2 separate regions of the Mus musculus genome follow, and region 1 is linked to region 2. The links are chromatin contacts, called in public Hi-C maps. All regions are on one chromosome and are shown on one strand. The core of a region is the stretch at or near the end of the contact, and the rest is flanking DNA. Distances in the headings are between cores, read along the strand shown.

What was found. A called contact is a pair of places that touch in the nucleus more often than the background predicts.
Region 1: a Hi-C map of 8-cell embryo shows a contact between it and region 2, with 15 times the contacts expected there. The contact joins two enhancer-like sites. A contact is called at or near these places in 4 of 484 Hi-C or Micro-C datasets (8-cell embryo, adipose-derived mesenchymal stem cells, embryonic stem cells and 1 more), 4 of 115 datasets of contacts at active chromatin or transcription factors (all in embryonic stem cells) and 1 of 9 other capture datasets (embryonic stem cells).

The regions. Positions count from the first base shown.
Region 1 is chr2:18,085,196-18,090,597 of GRCm38.p6, forward strand. All of the region lies in intron 3 of Mllt10 (myeloid/lymphoid or mixed-lineage leukemia; translocated to, 10), which reads left to right. Among named protein-coding and RNA genes, the nearest start is that of Mllt10, 23 kb to the left of the region's middle. Within about 2 kb of position 2,011, at least 12 of the 459 cell types and tissues checked have an H3K27ac peak or open chromatin away from gene starts, as enhancers often do. A contact at or near this core is called in 8-cell embryo, where this site is marked.
Region 2 is chr2:17,953,987-17,959,455 of GRCm38.p6, forward strand. No RefSeq gene overlaps it. Among named protein-coding and RNA genes, the nearest start is that of H2al2a, 40 kb to the right of the region's middle. Within about 2 kb of position 1,550, at least 4 of the 459 cell types and tissues checked have an H3K27ac peak or open chromatin away from gene starts, as enhancers often do. A contact at or near this core is called in 8-cell embryo, where this site is marked.

The sequences.
Region 1 (5,402 bases), core at 761-3,260, 130 kb after region 2:
AGCTACCCTACCTAGTTCCTTATAGTAAAAATTTAAAAGAGCTCTTATTTCATTAATAGTATAGGGTTATTACTTTTGGGATATCATGGGAAGGTAACCTGTATTTCAACCTATTGGAGTCAGTGAAATAGATATATTATTGTCAGGTTTCTTAGTGTTGCCTAAGCCTCATTTCCTTACCTGCAAAATAGTACAGCACTCATCTAGGTGCTATGTCAGTGAGTGCGTTGTTTCAGTCTTTTTTACATTTTATTTTGATTTAATAAAAGTTTTTATTATTAATTTATTTTGTGTGTATGTATGTTTTGCCTGCATGTATGTCTTTGCACCACCTGTAATGCCTGGTGTCTGAAGAAGTGGTGAACATCCGTGTGGGTGCTGGGAATTCAACCCTAGTCCTTGGCAAGAGTAACAAGTGTTCTGAATCTCTAAGCCAGCTCTTCACTCCCATATTTTAACAGGACTGGACTGACCATGAGATACACAGGCACTGTTTGTTTGTTTGTTTGTTTATTTATTTATTTACGCATACACATTGGGCGTCTTTTAAAATAGTTACATTATTGCTTTGTGTGTTTACAAGTGTTTTGCCTGCATGTATGTCTGCATTCTGTATGTGTCTGGTGCCCATAGAAGTCAGAGGAGAGTATTATATTTTGGGTGTTAGCAATGGAGCTCATATCCTGTACAAAAACAAGAGTAACAAGTGCTCCTAACTGCCAAACCAGCTCTTCTATTGAGCATCTTAAGCCTTGTTTTATGCCTTCCCTTCCCTTCCTCCCCCTCTCTCCCTCTTTCTGAGAATTAGTATCCCTGGCTGTGTAGCCCAGGCTCATGGATTTCTCAAATGCTGAAATGCTGGGGTATAGATATGTGCCATCACTCTCACTTTTCCTGTAGTGCCTCTTTTTTTTCTTTTTGAGACAGGGTTTCTCTGTGTAGTCCTGGCTGTCCTGGAACTCACTCTGTAGACCATGCTGGCCTTGAACTCAGAAATCCGCCTGCCTCTGCCTCCCAAGTGCTGGAACTAAAGGCGTGCGCCACCACACCCGGCTTTTTTTTTTTTTTTTTTCTTTTTAATTGAAGAGGAAATGTGAGAGAAATAAATAGTAATTTGTTCAGGTTCACGTGGAAAATGAAAGTTGGGTATTTTAAAAGTTTGGTGATCTTAAATATGCTGTTATATTCTTTAGGTTCTCTCTCTTTCCCCCTCCCTCCCTCCTTCCCTCCCTCCCTCCTTCTTTCTCATTTTCTGTGTGTGTGTGTGTGTGTGTGTGTGTGTGTGCACTGAGATTTAAACCAGTGGTCTCACACATATAAACATATGCTCTATCACCTACCTCTTTCTAGCCCATGCCCAGGAAAGTTAATAATACATATGCATATATGTTACCTGCCTTCAACTTGACAATGTTTTAGAATAAAGATAGAGTGGCATAGCATCTGTGTAGGAAGGTTGTAGGTGTGTCATTTATTAGAATACTGCTCTTTCATGGCTGGATCTTCTAATTTTTGTCATTGTTTAAGTTCCAAAATCCATATTTTGCTCCCTTTATCTTGAAAGCTAGGATGAGAAAATTTATAAACATGAATTTTTTTCTTCTGGTAACTTTTTTGGGGGTGTGAATGGTGCTTCCCCACCCTCTTTCCCCCCTTCTTACAAATATATTCTTGCTCTGTCTTTCCTCCTCTTTTTTTTTTTTTTTTTAAGATTTATTTATTTTATACGCATGAGTATCCTGACTTCATGAACATCAGAAGAGGGCATTAGATTCCATTATAGATGGTTTGTGAGCCATCATGTGGTTGCTGGAACTGAACTCACTCTGTCTGAAGCCCATTTGCTTGTCCTTGGCCAATGTCAGACTCCTGCCAAGTGGTACCTCACCAGACCTCTCACTTTAAATCCCAGTGTTACTCTTTTATCACCCCTTCAGGCAGGTCTGGAACAGGCCTCAGAACGAGGCGAAGATATACAAGGATATGCTTTGAAGCAAGGATGGAGAGGGAATGCAGTTAGATACCATACTCCCATTCCTTTTAAGCAACTGCCTGTGCTCAGTATGGACCTACTGCTCCATTCACCGTGGCTACATTAGATGGCCTGTCTCCCGAGGCTGTTCCACCCGCAGATTGGAAACAATTAGCTTATGCATGTTTGGGGGGAATTAGCTCAGTCGGTAGGCATGAGACTCTTAATCTCAGGGTCGTGGGTTCGAGCCCCACGTTAGGCACTACCTGACCAAGCCCGCTCAGTCAGTCAAGGGGTCCTCCAGCACAGGAGTGAGGATTGAGAAGAAAGAAACAATTAGACAATGCTTCAGGGTGACCCCAGTCAATTCTGAGACTGAAGGCAAATTTAATTTTCCAATCCACTTTTTATACCATTTTAATTACATGCAAGTATTTTGGGCAAGCGGTATAATAGTGAATTAATGAACTAACAAAGCAGCAAGCGAAATCCCATGACAGTCATTTAAAAGGGCTTGTCATAATGACCTAAATACTTGAGCCCACTTCCTTGTCCAAGCCCAAAATCTTGCCTGAAGCCTACTTCTTTTGTTTCACCCTAAGACTAAAATTCCTGCCTTACCCTACTTCCCTATTACAGCCTGAAGTTAGATTCTTGCCAAAACTTCCTTCCTTATTATGCCCTAAGGTCAGACTCCTGCCTGAGCTTACTTCCTTGTCATGGCCAAGGTCAGATTCCTGCCAAGCGGTACCTCAGAAGGCTTTCCACATCACTCTGTAGATGAGGCTGGCCTCGAACTCAGAAATCCACCTGCCTCTGCCTCCCAAGTGCTGGGATCAAAGGCTTGTGCCACCACTGTCCGGCTTGAGCTAGCTCTTGACAGGTCTTCTAGACTGGCTCTGAAGTCATGAGCCTTTTATTTAGCATTCAGAATGTTGGGAATATGGAGCTGAGACACTTACTTTGACTTTTTTTTTTAATTTGGATAAATATTTAAAACTTTTTTTGAATGCTGGAGGATTTTTTTTTTTAAAGATTTATTTATTATTATATGTAAGTACACTATAGCTGTCTTCAGACACACCAGAAGAGGGAGTCAGATCTTGTTAGGGATGGTTGTGAGCCACCATGTGGTTGCTGGGATTTGAACTCTGGGCCTTCAGAAGAGCAGTCGGGTGCTCTTACCCACTGAGCCATCTCACCAGCCCGATTTTTTTTAATATTATTAAAAAGTTCATTCATTCATACATTTATTTGGTAGTGCCTAGGGATTGAATCCCAAGGTCTCAGGGAAGTGTTTAGCCAATGAGTTAAATCCTTGTTTGAAGATAACCCCAAAGGTTTCTCTGTGTAGCTCTGGCTGTTCTGGGATTCACTCTGTGGCCTGAGGATTTGCCTGCCTCTGCCTCATGAGTGCTGGGATTAAAGCCTAACCCCTGATCCAATCTTCATTATCATCATAATCATTATTTCTATTATTAGCTATTTTTTGAGACAGAGTCTTATTTTGAAGTCTTCATTGTTTAGAACTCCTTCAGTTGACTTCATTAGGTTAACCCTGAATTTGTGGCAGTATTCTTGACTGCCATCTGAGTGATGATAACAGGTGTGTGTTGCAATGCCTGCCTGGTTTAATATTTGTTTGAACCTTTTTGGCTTTCAAGATACGGTTTCTTTGTGAAGTCTTTACAATCCTGAAACTTGTTCTTTATATCAGAATAGTCTTGAACTTAGAGCTTTGCTGGCCTCTGCTTCACCAGTGCTGGGATTATAGCTGTGCACCACCACTGATAGAGGTCAGTGGAGGCTTGCTGCTTACTGGCTTGTTCCTCATGGTTGCTTTCTGATAGAGCTCAGGAACACCGGCCCAGGGTGGTACTAACCATGGTGGTCCTCACCTTCCTCTCTCAATTACTAATTAAGAAAATGTTCTTTGTGTATGGCGAGCTCAATATGAAAAGCCTGTACATTCTAGGCATATGCCCTAACACTGAGCAGCTGTCCATCTCCAGCCCTCACTTTCTGAGCCTCCAAGGTGCTAGGATGTCTGCCTCCAGCGATCTGGGATTACAGTATGCCCCAGCATGCCTAGTCAAGATAAAGCTCGTCAAATACATTTTCCATTCAACTATGGTGTAAGTGTAGTGAGAAGTTGGGAATTTTGGTTTCTTTAAAATATACAGAAATCTTAGATGAAAGTGGTTTTGTTTTAATCCCAGGTGTGGGGTGTGGGGCGCATTGCACCGACCACAGCCTACTACTCTAGCAGAGGCATGTTTTTGCCAGCATCAGACAGTTGTGACAGCAATTGTGTGACTTGTATATGTGTGTGTGTTGTTTACAGAGGTTGGTTATGATATGTTAGTAGCCATGGTCAAAGAAGAAATGGAAAGAAATTAGACTCAGGGATTTTTCTAATTCCTTTCTCCCCTTTCTTCTTGTTTCTCTCCTGTCTAGTGTAAGGGGGTGAAATTGGAGAAGGGAGCAATAAAGGTTGGGAAAAAGAAGAACCCACAAAGTAGCAAAGACCAGTGACATATAAGTGCCTTGAAAGTAGTGTATATTTTGATTATGATTTATAAAGTTTTTAAAATCATGTTCTATATTCCTGTCATTTTGTTTTTGTCTTTTGTTTTTGTTTGTTTGTTTGTTTGTTTGTTTCTCTTTTTAAAGACAGGTTTCTCTGGTAGCCCGGCTGTTCTGGAACTCTGGGAACTTGTTCTTGAACTTGTTCTTGAACTCAAACAATCCTGCCCCTGCTTCCTGAGTCCTGACATGAAAGGCCTGTGCCGCTACTGCCTGGTTTTACCTTTTCTGATTCTGGAAGTTGATGTTTATTAGGGTACATTTCTGTGTATATTTATAATATTTTTCTTAAGATTTATTTTTAGTTTTTACTATGTGGATGTATGGGTGTTGGCCATGTGCATGCAGGTATTTGGAGACTAGAGGACACTGGATGCTCTGGAGCTAGAGTTACGGGTGCTGCGCTATACTCTGCTGTTCTGATGCTGTTCCAGGCGCTCTGGAAGATAAAGTGATCTCTCCGTGCAGTCCTGGCGGGGCTGGAACCTTCTATAGAAACCACACTGGCCTCAAACTTGGAGTGGCTGTCCTGATTCTGCCTGCCTGGTGCTAGCATTATAGATGGGAGCTCACATGCCTCTGGGGTATACCTGAGGTGATTTGTTTTTCCAGACAGGGTCTCCATATGTCCACATGTGATTTATGGTTATAACTTTAATCAGCTTTTCAGTATTACTTCCTTTGTGGCTCTAATTATACATTTGGCCTTTTGACATCATTGTAAAGCTAACTGAAATTTACTTTTTTAAAGTTCATTCTACTTTGTTTTACTTTGTTCCATGAGGATAGGGGAGATGGGTCAGCAGCTAAGTGCTTGTTATGTAAGCATAAGGGTCTGAGTTTT
Region 2 (5,469 bases), core at 300-2,799:
TTCGAGACAGGTTTTCTCTGTGTAGCCCTGACTGTCCTGGAACTCACTTTGTAGACCAGGTTGGCCTTGAACTCAGAAATCCACCTGCCTCTGCCTCCCAAGTGCTGGGATTAAAGGCGTGTGCCACCACTGCCCGGCATGAATGTGACTTTAAAAAAGAAAAAAGAATGTACAGAACCAGAAGCCATGGGTAGACCTCCTCCCTTTTTTGGCCATTACTAGATATGCAGCTGCCAAAATCAACCTCAAACCCTTTGCGACTTCTGACCGGGCAAATGGCACTTCAAATGCACATTCTCACACTCGGAGGGATCATGCCTTCTCCTCTTTTCAAGAGCTGAGACTGAAGTATAACAACCCATTTATGCCTACTCAAAAGGATCGTGAAGTTCAGGTTGGCAAGGACACTACAAAGGCCAGCAGACTGGGAAAACGGTCTAGGTGTACAAGCAGAAATTCCCCATCTACATTAAAGGACAGCAGTGGGAAGAGGCTGTCCAGTGGGCGCCATCTCAGCAAGGTGGCTATCATCAGGCTAAAGCTGAACAAAGACCCCAAAAAATCCTGGAAAGGAAAGCCAAGTCTTGACAAGCAGGAAAGGAGAAAAGCAAATACAAGAGACAAGGCTGGAAAGACACAGACAGGTTAAGTCCTTCATGGGCTCAACTTTGGGCTCATAAGTAATCTTCAATTGTGGAGAGGCAAGGACTCTCACTACATCCTCTTTATCAAAGACCAGTCTCATTTATGCACCCCACCCCAGTTGACCTAATACTTTCCAAAGATCTTGGAAAAGTATAACGTAAAAACAAAATTCTAGGCCTTTAGGCCCAGGTTTGAGAATGTGACCTTTGTGACTCAATGCTCCAAGGCATGCTAATGATAAAACAGATAGTGACATTCCTCCACCCACCCACCTCCTCAGTTCAGGGAGTGTTCATTCAAAAAAAGTCACCCTGACCCACCCTGACTGTTGCTGGAACCCGCTATGCAAAGGTTTCCACTTCCTCGTGACTCTTAACTGGTATTTTTGGTATTTTCCAACAATGCCCTCCCCACCTCCTTGAGTTGTGGTTTCTTCCTTTAAATATCCCCTTACCCAGCTACTCAGGGTGCTACCCCTGCGTGGTGTATGACTGTGGGCCCGAGAGCACTCTTGAAATAAAAGTCCTCTTGCAGTTTGCAGCAAGACCGTTTCTCGTGAGTTATTTGAGGTGTCGCCTCTCCTGAGTCAGAACGTGGGGGAGTCCTCACGTTGTGGGTTTTTCAATCTCATCTCAAATCACCCTCACATCAGAGGTTAGGTTGCAGCGTATGAATTTCAGCTATCATAGACATTCAGAATGAAGTAAGTCTTATGTCAAGAGTGTGGGAAATCTGTGCGGGTACTGGGTATTGACCTTTCCCCATCACCCCTCAGGAGAGCTGGCCCCGAAGTCATGAGAATGGGAGAACCAGCCCTGACCCTCACCAGCTGTAGCACTCTGGAGAGCTGACCCTGATGGTGAAGTTATAGGTGAGCCGGTCCCAAGGATATAGGAACAGGAGAGCTGGCCTGCAGCACTTGGGAGAGTGAGCCTTGACTGGGCAGCACAGAGAAGCTGGCTTTGGAGGCCTGGGTGTTGGTGAGCTGGCCTGAGGGCATGAGAGCAGAGGAGCTGATCCTGTCTTCTTCTGACAGCAATATTGGGTTCTTTGGAACAACTCTCATCTGTGTTGTCTAGAAATCAGAAGTTCAGCTCACAGGTCAGCAGGCAGCAGCAGCTTAATCCACTCAAAAACACCTCACAGATACAACAGCAGTCCCATTTGGTAGGGTCAGATTAGCAACAACGGTGGTGACACAACCTAGCAGAGATAGCCAGGTCTCAGCTTTGACACAAGTCAGCAGGAGGAACCAGCAGGAGCACCAGGAGTCTCAGCTGTGCTTCTCTCAGAGACGTGAAGATCAGCACAGATGTGAGACCCACAAGCGTTGCTCAGCTAGCTGTACCGGCACGCCAAGCTCTGTCGCCGTCACTCTGTGGAGTCCTTTTTATACCCTCCAAACGTCACATGTCCCCCACGGGCCTTGCCTCAGCACATGCATCCAATCAGCCCAAGTCCTCGGAGTCTCAACAAATGCAGCTCAACTACGCAAAGTAAGGAGGACCAATGCACGTGTGTTGATAGAGAAGAATCCTTCATCACATGTCCTTTCACACTTTTGCTTTAGCAGAACATCCTCTCGCCTGTGTTTGCTTCAGTGAAACATTCCATCTGCCTTAGTCTTTCACCTGTGTCCACTTCCGGAAAACACTCCTTATGTGTTTGCCCCAGCAAAACATCATCCAATACAACTGACTTTCCAAAGAGCCCTTAAGTTTCCACTTCAGGGTTGGCCTAGCTGGAGCAGTTCTGCAGAGCTGCCCTGGAGGTGCAGATAAGGGAAAGCCAGTGGGCTGACCGCTACTCCCCAGGCCCAGATCCAGAGCTCTGAATTGGCCCATCCCAAAATCTCCATCATCTGTGAATAGTTGGGATGCATAAAAGGGCCAGTCCTGCTGATCGAAAGCTGTAGGATTTACATGTCACAGGGCAACCACAGGATAACTGGGAGGAAGCCTGGTGAAGATTTAATTTTGATATTGTCACAGAAGCCAGGCTGGGTTTTGTTGGGAGCCATTAAGACAACACAATTGTCCTGATCTCTGAATTGGGCCTCTCCCCCCGAGAAGAAAAGGGGGTCAAAAGCGGGCCACCGACACACAGATTCCGAGAACAACCACAGAATGTTCCAGCCCTAAGTCATCACTGATGTCCTGACCACACCCTGATACCACCAAGTTCCTGCTTCCCCGTGTAGCTGCCAAAAGAAAAAATTTCTATTGCCCCCCCCACACTGATAAGTACTTCCCCTTTTGCTTGTGCATTTAAACCTTGGGCCTGGCTAATACATTGGGACCTTGATGGTACTCAGACTGTTTCCATGTCGTTATTCGCACAAGGTTCTCGTCTCTCTCTACCCCCCATTTGGTTCTTAGGAGGAGGTCCCCTCGAGACCCTCGAATAACTAGACCTGCTGGACGAGTCAGGGTTTCTTTGGGAAGGCTTCACTTTTACAAAGGTAAGCCCAGAAAAGCTCCTTCTGAAGCTGTGGATCCCCAAATTGCTTCTGTTCCAATTAACCTTCGGGCTACTAAGGCATATTCTGCATACCTTCAATGAATGAATGAATGAATGAATGAATGAATGAATGAAGAGAATGCCCGTAATCCTGTACCCCACACTAGAGGAAATCAATGGGAGCACCTTGGGGTGACAACCTTAGGGTTTCATTTCCTGCTAAGTACTATTAATTGTTTCCACATAAATATGGAGGCATCAGAGCAATGGAATGGAATATATTGGATGAAGTATCTGAACTAAGAAACTTGAGCTGTAAGAGGAAGAAAAAGAACCAGTGTGTGCTTTGAGCGCCAGCAAAGTAGTGGTACTAGAGAGAAAGAGGGAAACGGCTGCAATATAGCTCAGAGAGTCTAGTGCTTGCCTAGCATGCATGAAGCCTGGGTTCAAACCTACTGCCTGGTGATGTGCACCTATGATCTCAGCAATTGGACTATAGAGAAAGAAATCCAAGGTATTCCTCAACTACACAATAAGTTCAAGACTCTGCTGGGCTACAGCCCCATCTCAGAGAAGGGGGAAATCGGGAAAGAGAAGTGAGCAAGAAAAGGAGTTTCAAGGGAGATTCACTGCAAAGATTAAATGATCTTTATTTTATTGTACCAGAGTGGAAAATTATCTTTATCTCTTTCATCTTTGGCCCATGGCTAACACTTCATAACAAAAGACAAATTAACAAGAGAAAACCACATAGTCCTTATTTATTACATAATTTTATGTGAGTGGCTCAGGAGATAAAGATCCAAAGAAACTGTAAACCAAGTGGTTTTGTTAGTTTCTGTTTGGGAAGCTAGGGATTGATTGACCCAGAGCCTTGCATATCCTGCCAAGTGCCCCACTCCTGAACTATATAGCTCTGATCCTGAAGAGTTTTTATGGCAGGTTTGATTTTTAAAAAAGTGGATAATCCTAGAGAAACATGATAGAGCCAAAGTGCGTACTTCAACAGTAAAAAATCAGGGGATTCAGTAATGCCTGTGCCTTCAGTCTTCTCCATGTCGCTGTGTCTTCAGAGATGGGAATATTTCTTCCCTACGACCATAGGGAAGGAACACTGTGCCTCACACAAGCACGTGCACATGTGCAAAAATTTAAATAGATCTAAAAACAAAAGAAATATCCAGTAGGTCAAACAGCAGACTTTAGGTTTTACACATGTGGGTATCACTGCCTGTCAGGTTGGGGCCACCATTATGGTTTAGATATAAAATGGTCCCCAAACACATGTTTGACATGGAAACAGTCTGAGTAGCATCAAGGTCCCAAGGTACCTGATGCAATGGTGTTCAGAGGCAGGCTTCTTACAAGTGATTGGACCACAACAACCACATTAAAGGATGCACAGCCTAACCGGCTATTACAGGTGTTGGAGACTTAGCCAAGAGGCCTACTTAGCGGAAGTAGGTTGGTCTCGGGAGGCCTGTTTTGTTCCTGGCCTCTTCCTCTCTGGCTCTCCTTTGGCGCTCTGCCCAGCATGAGTAAAGTTTTCTGTTGCTATATCTTTCCAACATGATGTCTCACCTCAACAGACCCAGAGACAGCTGAAGCCACTGACTAAAACCTCTCAACTGTAAGCCAAATAAACCTTTTCTCTTGTGAGTTGAGCCTTCCCAGGGGTTTGTTTTGGGCTAATCCAGCCTCCAAAACAGTAGCCAGCTCTATGACTACAGGTATTAGGACTACAGTTTGTGTGCTTCAAGAGAGGAAACAAAATACATCGCAGAGGAGAGTAAAGGAGAGAAGCCGCAACAGGAAGACACTCTCATGATTTCCCAGCGACACTTTGGTTATTTATATGCATACATGTGATTAAAGATTTGAGCTGAGGCCTCGTATAGCTAGCTGTCTGTGCACGTGTGTCCATGTATGTGTTTATGGAAGCATGTGTATGCAAAGTATGGGTAACTGAGAGATCCCAAAAAGGAGCCCAGTCACAAAACTGTGGTCTCCCAAGTGAGACAGATTGAAACAATCTATAAAAAGAATAAGAAACAGAAAGGAAGTAGAGTCAGGAGAGGGAAAAGGCCAGCATCTCATGGAAGAGTCATAAGCATCAGAAACTGCAAACAGATGTGCACCATCTTTTCTAACGCTTACCACACTGCTGTGATGTTTAATAAGGACCAGTTCTGTAATATGCTTTGAAACTGTGTTTATCAACAGGGAATGGGGTTTAGATGGTCACCATTCACATCTGAAAAGATTATTTTGAGAAAATAACTTCCTGAAGAACATAGTTTGGTTTATTGACATAATTTGTAATTTTTTTATGCTTTATTACTAAAGTTTGTTCTTCGACAAACT